Regions from separate parts of the Triticum aestivum genome. Here region 2 is linked to region 1. Evidence: chromatin contacts called from public Hi-C data. All regions are on one chromosome and are shown on one strand. The core of a region is the stretch at or near the end of the contact, and the rest is flanking DNA. Distances in the headings are between cores, read along the strand shown. Region 1 holds the start of LOC123127966 (amino acid transporter AVT3B). Region 2 holds the start of LOC123127968.

What was found. A called contact is a pair of places that touch in the nucleus more often than the background predicts.
Region 2: a Hi-C map of leaf shows a contact between it and region 1, with 2.7 times the contacts expected there. The contact joins the promoter of LOC123127968 here to the promoter of LOC123127966 in region 1. A contact is called at or near these places in 2 of 5 Hi-C or Micro-C datasets (both in leaf).

What each region holds. Positions count from the first base shown.
Region 1 is chr6A:472,584,072-472,589,003 of IWGSC CS RefSeq v2.1, reverse strand. It overlaps LOC123127966 (amino acid transporter AVT3B), which reads right to left and starts at 2,694. Exons shown (of 1, transcript XM_044547845.1): 1 at 619-2,694. The coding sequence starts at 2,475. The coding sequence ends at 1,210.
Region 2 is chr6A:472,780,587-472,785,518 of IWGSC CS RefSeq v2.1, reverse strand. LOC123127968 reads right to left here and starts at 2,620. Exons shown (of 1, transcript XM_044547846.1): 1 at 1,051-2,620. The coding sequence starts at 2,457. The coding sequence ends at 1,375.

The DNA of each region.
Region 1 (4,932 bases), core at 1,445-3,944:
GCTGAGGCCCAAGGGATATTACAACATCTAGACGCATCAGCATGAGAGAGCTAGGGATCACGATTTCACAAACCACCGTATGAAATTGGTCCACTGAAGAAAGAAAAACAACTCACGGGATGCTGAAATAAACACACGAGTCGCTATCTGTTTGCCTCATTGTTTATGGTGAAGCTTTGGAGAAAAACGTCGCCGTTCAGCGGAAGCCGTCGAATGGCTGAAAGATAAGCTCTAATCCGGACGACAGCAACAGCTTGGATCGTTGCGCTATGATAACGACGTTGTGCTTTTGCCTGGATAAAAAAGGTAGAAGCGACGAGAGAAAAGTGACGGAAGGCGCAGGGGAGAAGATAAGAAGAGATACTTCGCCTGGTACGTGAGGACGACTGACCGACCACGCAGGGCTACCGCAGCTTGCACGGTTGGTCTGCGTCCTCTTTTTTCTTCTTCCGGGCTTTCCCTGTTCCTTCTGCTTGCAGAATGTAAATAGATCAGCACAAAAATATCATGTCATGAGAACTCGTAATATTCCGTGATGCGAATCTCAAATCCAATTGATCGATGCCGTAATAGAACTCTCTCAGGAACGTCTGTCATGAAACAATGGACAAAGTCAAATAAAAGCAATTCATTGTTCCAATTTTATTCCTTCAGGACCCTTTACAAGCTTGCGTTGCTTGCTTGGGACATAGTACAACAGTTCGAAACGTATACAATGTTTATGCTAGGAGTATCACGTAATGGTGCTTTGACAAGCAATGTAAGTCGTCCCAATTGCTTGCCTAGCCCAATTAACCACACACAAGACACAATCTTGCACGCTGACACTACGACGCACGAGTAACTATAATGCTGAAATTCGTGTCCTTTCATCCATTCCATATGCACTGCAGCTGGAACATCTAGGACATGAACAGAGTAGAAGAATGCTATGGGCAGACATGATCGGAATCTGTCGTAGCAAAACCATACAGATTTCTCCATGCCTCCAATCAACTAGTAGTATCTCATACTAACAATCTGAACAAGAATTCCCAACGAATGCACGCGAATCCATTTCCCAGATCAACAAATAGCTGAGCCAAGCAATTCCTCTCTGATCCGCTGATCCCCTTCTGGTAGCGTGGAAAACTACTACGCGAGAGCTTAACCAGCGTGGATGAGAGAGCCAATGCACCGAGCAAATTAATCCTCGGCGAATACCGGAATTTAAGCGCTGGAAGAGTGGAAGATTTGCACCAGCGACGAGTAGGTGCCGAAGACGGCGAGCACGAGGCCGAGCACCACCAGGAGGACGTCGCTGAGAACCCCAACCCAGCCCATCTCGGCGCCAAACACCTTGATGTGGAAGGTGGCCGGCAGCACGAACCCGAGCAGCACGCAGACGCTGCTCCCCACGAGGGAGAGGAAGTCGGTGAAATTGGGCACAAGCATGGCCGCGAGCCCCACGGTGACCACGAGCACCCACCGCATCCACCAGCAGTAGCGCTTTCCGTGGAACAGGCGCTCGGCGACCTCGTACACCGGGTTCATCATCACCGGCATGGTGAAGAAGAGGTTGATGCACAGCCCCAGCTGCACGGCGGCCGACAGCCACCCGCTGCCGAGGTTGGTGGTGATGATGTCGCGCGTGGCGTCGCCGAACGCGACGTACCCCATGACGCCGAACAGCCCGTACATGACAGCTATGAACGCCATGGACAGCCCGAGCGTGGCGCCGAACTTCTTCTTGTCCGCGGCCTCCGCCTCCAGCGGCAGGACCATACAGACGCCCTCGAAGGCGTACACGGACACGCCCGCACCGTAGAGGAGCGCGGCGGGGGCGCCGAACGCGGCGACGGGTGGGTGCGCGGCGAGCCAAGTCGACACGTCCTGGCCAACAACGACCCCCATGGCGCCGAGGTCGACGACGTCGGCGAAGATGCTGAGCGGCGCGAGGAGCGTGAGCGTCTTGATGGAGTTGAGCCCGAGCTGGAACGGCAGCATGGCGTAGATGAAGAGCGCCTTAGGGGAGAGGAAGACGTTCGAGGAGGGGGCGAAGACGGGGTAGAGGTGCGCCATGGTGTTGGAGATGAAGATGAGGTACCCGACGCAGAAGCTGGCCTGGCTGAGCACCAGCATGGTGTCCACGGCGAGGCGGCCGGGCGCGCCGAACACGGCGTCCCCCAGATCCCCAAACGAGGAGAGCATCTTCGGGTGGTCGTCGGCGAGGCGGCGGCGGCAGGCGACGAGCAGCATCATGCAGTAGAAGGTGAGCAGCGCGACGGAGAGGAGCAGGATGGAGCCCGCGGCCCAGCCGGTGCGCGAGAACGTGTAGGGCAGGCCCAGCACGCCGGCGCCGACCACAGCGATGAACACGTTCGCGAAGGTCTTGGGCTGCGACGACAGGTGCCCCCCCTCGGCGCTGTGGTGCGGCAGCAGCGGCGCCGAGTCCAGCCGCGACGACGACGAGCTCGCGTCGCTCCCCAATCCCATGGCGCGCGGGCGATTGAATCGAGATTAACACAAACGAATTGGGTGACCACCACACAGATAGAGGGAGGCAGAAGATGGAACGACGAACAGGCGAATTCGACGGGATTTGTATTCGTCTTCCGCTCCGGTCGTCGGAAGTATCGAGAGAAAACGGGCGATCTCGCGGCGGAGGAAACCGATGAGGAAGGAGTGGCTGCGGGCTCCCTCTCCGGGGGGGTTGCCGGTGCTTTTGTAGAGAGGAGAGGATGGCCTGCCATCGTGGGAAAATATTTTGCCAAAAAATCGTGGGAAAATATCATGGGCGTGGTCCATGAGCATGTTTTGTTTTCTGCGCCCCCCGGGACCACCTGGAAGCGCGTGGCGGTGTATGAGTAGTACAGCACCTACCAAGATTGTTGTATGCGTTTGACGGCCACGTGTTCTCGTGTGAAATCGTACAGCCTGCACACAGCTAGGAGCATTTTCTTCCTTTTTTTATATTTTCGAAATTTCCCAAATATTTCTCAGAGTAACTTGGAACAATATAAATCAAATGGTACTTTTACAAAGCTAACGTCTTGCATTAACTCAATCAAGTCAAACCAAATCTTTACTAAATAAAAAAAATCTGCATCTATCCATACTTAAACCAAATCAAATCAAATCTTACCAAAACTTCACCTAAATCAAAATTTTCTTTGACTTCCTCTATCCATACACAAATCAAATTAAATCATATGATGTGTGCAATGTATATGTCATACAAAATTGATGTTGAACCACTACAATATGTATGCTCCAGTTGCAACGCATGGGTAGTTAGCTATGACTAATATAATTCTCAGTAAGCCGTGTTCTCCCACGTTGTCGTGCATGGTAGTTTCACATTGTTCTTGTGTTCGTATATGCTTTACATTTTCTTTTCTTAAAACAGACGGTTCGATTCCGCGGTCAAATATTCATACATTGCTACATAATTCATATACTGATATACTTGATATAGAAGTGTTTTTCTATTGCACGAGCAAGTTAAACTTTGGGCAAATAAAACAATATCTCAAAACATAAATCAATCAAATCAAATAATCAAATCAAATATTGCAGACTAAGGCATAGCCTAGTGGTGGGAAGGGGCTGGTGTCTTCCCACCCACCCAGGTTCAAGGCTTGGTACTTGCAATTTGGGTTTGTTGCATCAATTATACTGTAGGGGGTTCCCTTATAGTCTTTCTATCAAAAATAATAATCAAAAGATCCCGATACATCTACCTACTTCATAAAATATATCATAATTGTGGCAAATAATTTCTTGACAACTAAAATCTAATCTTTGAGTGTGAATAAATCATCACCAACTCGGGTCTTTGTAAGAGTATATACTCCCCCTCCTCCTTTTCTCTTACTTTGTGCATTAGATTTGTCTCAAGTTAAACTTTGCAAAGTTTGACCAAGTTGATGTATAAAAAGTATAAGCTTCTATAGCACCTAATAAATATAATATCAAAATTTATTTCATGGAATCTAACGATCTTGATGTTATATTGTGAATGTTTATATTTTTATATAAACTTGCTAAAACTTTGGAGAGTTTGACTTCAGAAAAACCTAATAGGCAGACTAAAAAGAAAATGAGGGATATGTTGGGAAACGTAGCATGCAATTTCAAAAAAATTCCTACGCTCACGCAAGATCTATATAGGAGATGCATAGTAACGAGAGGAGGAGAGTGTGTCCACGTACCCTCGTAGACCGAAAGCAGAAGCGTTTGACAACGTGGTTGATGTACTCGAACTTCTTCCAGCTCTGACCGATCAAGCACCGAATGTACGGCACCTCCGAGTTCTACCACGTTCAGCGTGATGACGTTCCTCGCCTTCTTTATCCAACAAGGTGTTGAGGTAGTAGATGAGTTCCGTCAGCACGATGGTGTGGTGACGGTGATGGTGAAGTGATCCGCGCAGGGCTTCGTCTAAGCACCGCGAGAATATGACCGGGGGTGTAAACTGTGGAGGGGGGCGCTGCACACGACTAACAATTGATGTTGTGTGCTTGTGACGTGCCCCCTCCCCACATATATATAGGTGGGAGGGGAGGGAAGGCAACCAGGGCGGCCTAGGGCTTGGCCGCCGCCCCCTAGGGGCCCTGTCTTGCCCTGCGCCCCCCCTTCCTTGTATACGAAAGGGGGAAGGAAAGAGGGGTGAGGGGAAAGGAAGGGGGAATAGTTCCTCGAAAAAAGGAAGGGGGAATCCTATTCCCTCTCTTTACTTTCCTCCTCCCCTTTTCCTTCTCCACTTAGGCCGGCCCATATGGGGGCGCACCAGCCCCTTGTGGCTGGTGTGTTTCCCCTCTTCGCTCATAAGGCCCATATCTTTTGTCGGGGGTGCCCAGAACCCCTTCCGGTAACTCGAAATGTACCCAGTACCCTCCGGAACACTTCCGGTGTCTGAATTTCATCGTCCTATATATCAATCTTTAACTC
Region 2 (4,932 bases), core at 1,371-3,870, 200 kb before region 1:
CGTGGCGTGGCGGGCGAGGGGACGCGCGTCGCCCGGCCTTCACTGCGCCACCATCAATGGAGGCTGACCGGCGCGCTCAGCTTTGGCATTGATTCGCCACGGGAAACGAGGTGATGAGGACGACGAAGCGGCAAGAAGAGAGTCGAGTCGCTGACGCGGCTGGCTCGCGGCTCTTCGCGCCAAAAACAATTCGCCCGGCGCCCCCGAGCGACCCCAGCGCGCCGGGTTCGGGTTGGGTCCGCCAGCGCCAATTTCGGCCCGAGCGGGCGAAAACTGGGCCCTTGGAGGCGTGACTGGATCAATTTTTTGGCGCCGGCGGTCGAAAAATCGCCGGGGGGCCTTCTTGGGGCGCGGCTGGAGATGCTATAACATATTCCTCCATCCGTTTCAAAATAAGTGCCTCAAATTTAGTATAACTTTGTACTAGAGCTAGTATAAAGTTGAGACAATTATTTTAGGACGGAGGGAGTATAATATACTCCATATACCATAGGACGGAGAGAGTATGTTTTAGAAGGAACTGCAAAAATAAGATTACACCCATCTTGCTCGATAACCACTGCTTAAACAAACCGGTTGTTCCGCGTGCTTTCCATTCTACGTTGGATCTTTTCCTTACTTCTCCACTAGCAAAAACATGCTCATGACATCAGTCGCTTGGTTCATTACCACATATAAAAGCAATCGGGTCATTGCAGATGTAGCATCCTTTTCAAGCAATCCGGATGGATGCCATTTCGTTGCTGTTCAGGTGTTCCCATCACAAAGCTTCGCCAGAAATTCTGTTCAATCAACACCGCTGCATTTTCTGTTCAATCAACTAGAGACAAATTGATCCCATTTGCCGGGCCTTGGTACTCAGTTATCCATTATGCTAGCAGGCATAATAAATAACAACAAATGCATATGAAAGTTTCATTCGCGTCATATATTATGAAAATATGAAGAAAATACAGTTGTCCAGCTTCTGAGACTCCGATTCAATTAATGCATTAAAAAACAGGCTCCGAGTCCATTACTGAAACCACACTGAAACAGAAATAGCATATGGAGTACTTTAACATCACAAAATCTATTCAGCTTGACTGCTTGAGCATTATAAGTGGACAATGAAACTTGAGAGTTTAAGCAGCAAATACATCTCACAGAAATAAGCTTCAGGCTGATCAGAAATTCAGAATCTAGGAACGTCTAAACGACATATAATGTACGTACAGAAGAAGAACATGCGTATAAAAGAGGCTGGTTGGTTTTGACTTCACTTCAGAACATATGCAAGCGCAAAGGTACCAAGAATTTGGCCCGCGAGCAAGCAGATATCATTCGTCACCATCATCAGATAAGAACCAGGACCTCCGATTCCCCTGACTTTGTTCAGCCCTCATTCACCCTTGGTATGATCCACGATGCCGCCGCCCCGCCACGCTGAGCCGTGTCAAGCTCGTTCAGCCGGCATGCAAGCTTCTTAGAGGTCCGGCTCTGCAGGTTGAAAGCCGATACACTGTATTTCACACTGCTGGAACGGCTCGCCTCCTTGGTGGTCACCGAGTAGACCGTGTTGCTTTCAAGATTCGTGAACCCTGCCGTCGTCCCCACAGCGAACCCGTGGAGAGGATCGACAAACAGCGCCCGCTCGCCGATGCTGGTGAGCTCCTGCCAGGCTGGGTTGGTGCTCCGGTGGTTCACGCAGAAGGCCTTGGAGAAGTCCACGTCGTCAGTAAAGACGTACATCCACTTGGACTTGACGAGAAGGAAGAGCTCTTCACCAGCCACCACGACGCGCGCCTCGGTGGGGAGGTCGACTTGGGGCGGCGGCTGGATGACGGCCGTGACCGCGAGGGTGATGGAGTCGACGATGGTGGTGCGGCACGCGTCCTCCTCGAAGACGAAGAAATCGCCGCCGGCGTAGTTGATGCTGCTCACGTTGCAGTCGGGCATGGCGGGGACCGGGGCCCAGGAGTCCGCGAGAGGGTCGAGGGCGCAGACCAGGACGACCTCGCCGCAGGACGCCATGATGCTGTGCGGGGACAGGTCCCAGGCCAGGTCATCCGTCTCGGCGAAGAAGGCGGGGAGCGGCGGGAGGGGGCGGACGGAGCCGGTGAAGGGGTGAAGGAGGGATGCGGCGAGATCGGTGGGGTCGACGGCGAGGATCCAGCCGTGCGGGGACGCGGAGAGGCGGCGGCGGCGGCGCCGGCGGTGGGCGTCCGCGGCGGGGACGGGCAGACGGATGTTGCGGTAGAGGCGGTCCTCCGAGGGGTTGAAGAAGAGCGGCGACGGGGAGGACGGGAGGAGGAGCCACGGGGGCTGCGACGGAGGCGCGGCCGCGGCGTCCACCCCCGCGTCGCGCCAGGTGGTGCAGACGGAGCGGAAGCGGGCGATGTCCGCGAGCTCCGTGAGGTCGCCGGAGACGGTCACGAGGAGATCCGGCGCGAAGTGCGACCAGCCGCGGAGGGCCATGGCGACCGCGATCTGGAATTGGAATCAGGCGTTTCTAGGTTGTGTGGGCTCGGTTGCGACGGACAAAAAAACCTCTTTGCTCGGATTTAATGGGCATGGGCGATGCTCTATGGCGGTGGGATGCCGTGCCAGTTTTTGTTTATCGGTCTCCTTCCGCACAGGCGGTGCGGGTAGGGTGCCGCTCTTGGGAGATCGGCGTGCCCGAGAACCATCAAACTGGTGCACCGCACGCATCAGAGCAATTATATATATATATATATATATAAAAGTTTATGATCTGTTCATTACCCATTATGATAATACAACGAACATAAAAAATAATAAAAATTACATAACATCAAAAATAATAAAAACTACATCAAGGTCCCTACCACCTAGCGACGACTACAAGCATAGAAGCGAGCCGAAGATGTCGTCCTCATCATCCTGGCCGGGGCCGAAAAAAAATTGTTATAATAAACAGTTAGAAAGTCGCCGTACTAAGGCCTAACAGGACCAGCGCACCGGTCTGCAACTACCGCCGATGAAGATAAGCGTTGATAGGAAGGATCCAACCTGAAAGAACACTAATGTAGACGTGCGAAGACAAGATTCGAGCGGATCCACCAAGGACAACCATCGACCGAATTCTGCAAGATCTGCTGGAGACACACCTCCACACACCCTCCGACGCTGCTAGACGCACCATCGGGGCGGAGGCTAGACGGGAAGAAACTTATTCCATATTCAGAGAGTCATCGCCGTCTCGTTTACCTGAACAGGATACAAACCTTAGCAAAACTAAAAAAAATGTATAAAAGCATAGCCTTCCCACTGGCAAGGGTGGAGATCCACCGTGCCCCCATGGCCCTAAGGCCACTGAAGATGAGGCAGATCGCCGGCGCCGTCGGCGGGAGGAAAATATCGTAGCCACATGTTCGCTGCTGGTCGCTAGGAGGAGCGAAGGAGTAAGTCCTGTATATAAAGGATTCATGAGAGCTATTAGAGCATCTACAACCACATTTGCTTAATTTGGCTCCTGATACGCCCATGGACGTGCCGGGGCACGTCCGTTTTAGACCACCGCTTTCCTTGTAAAACAACCACACCTTATATTATCCGATCACATGCATATGATTGGTGAGAGAAATAGAGAGAAAAGGAAAAAAGATTTAAGAAAAAGAAAAGATTGTCCACAGTGGGCCAAATCCTACATGGCACCCTGCCCGGACATCCTCATATGTTTTCCATATATAGCTTCGATATGGGGATTTGTGGACTCCCGGATACGCCTGGACAAAGTAAGGATTATCGTTGGATGACTTTTTTTATTCATTTTTTTGTCTGATAGGACATTTGTGGGCTCTGGTTGTAGATGCTCTTAGATGTAAAAAGTAAGGGATGTGATCCATCTAGGAGGGACATGTTGGTATTGCAAAATAAACGCGGGGAGCATACTTGAACTACACAACCATTGTTTCTCATCCTTGGCCCCATCCTTGATACGTCTCTGACATATTTATATTTTTTTGATTTTTCCATGCTATTATCATACCGCTTTTGCATATTTTGATAATAATTTATACTATTTCTATTTGGACTAACCTATTAACCCAGTGTCAAAGGCCGGTTCTAGTTTTCTATTGTTTGAGGGGGGGTTTAGGTGAAAAATTCATGGAGCTGGAATGACCTGAAATTTTTTGTGGATTTTTATGAAATATATCGAAATTTATGGCGAAAGAATCAATGCAAGGAAGTGCTTGTGGGCCCCACAAGGGCTGGCCCAATGGCCAGAGGGTGCCCACGCAATGCACTCTTGTGGGTAGACCTTGAGCTCTCCTTCGGGCACAAGGAAGCTAATCTTGGGGAGAAATCGTTTTAAAATTTCGTCCCAGTTAGAGTTGGGAGCATCCTGCTATCTAAGAAACGATGTTCGGCCGCAGAAATAGTCGCGAAATAGAGAGGAAAATCTAGAGAGAAAATGACCGAAGATCCAATCTTGGAGGAGCTCCTGCCCTTCGGGAGCCATGGAGGCCAAGGACTAGAGGAGGAACCCTTCTCCCATCTAGGGGAAGACCAAGCAAGAAGGACGGTGTGCCGCTGGGGGAACCATCGTGGCGACGATCATCACCATCTTTCTGCCTCTTCGTGCAGCAGTGTACTCTCTTTCACCCCGGCGTAATCCCTACTTAAACATGGTGTTTTATGCTATATATTATTATCGAATGATGTGTTGCATCTCTGTCATGTGTGAGTAGTTTCTTTTTGTCCTCTAGGGTTTATGATATGGCTGATATGAGTTGTGTGTTATTATGGTGTTGTCCTATGGTGCCCGTCGTCTCACACAAACATGTAGGATTCCCGTTGTAGTGTGTTGCAATATGTTGATAATTTGCTTATAGTGGGTTGCGGGACTGGTAGAAACCTAAACCTGAGTTCGTGAGTTGTTGCATATGGGATTAAGGGGGGCTTTTAACTTAATGTTATGGTTGAGTA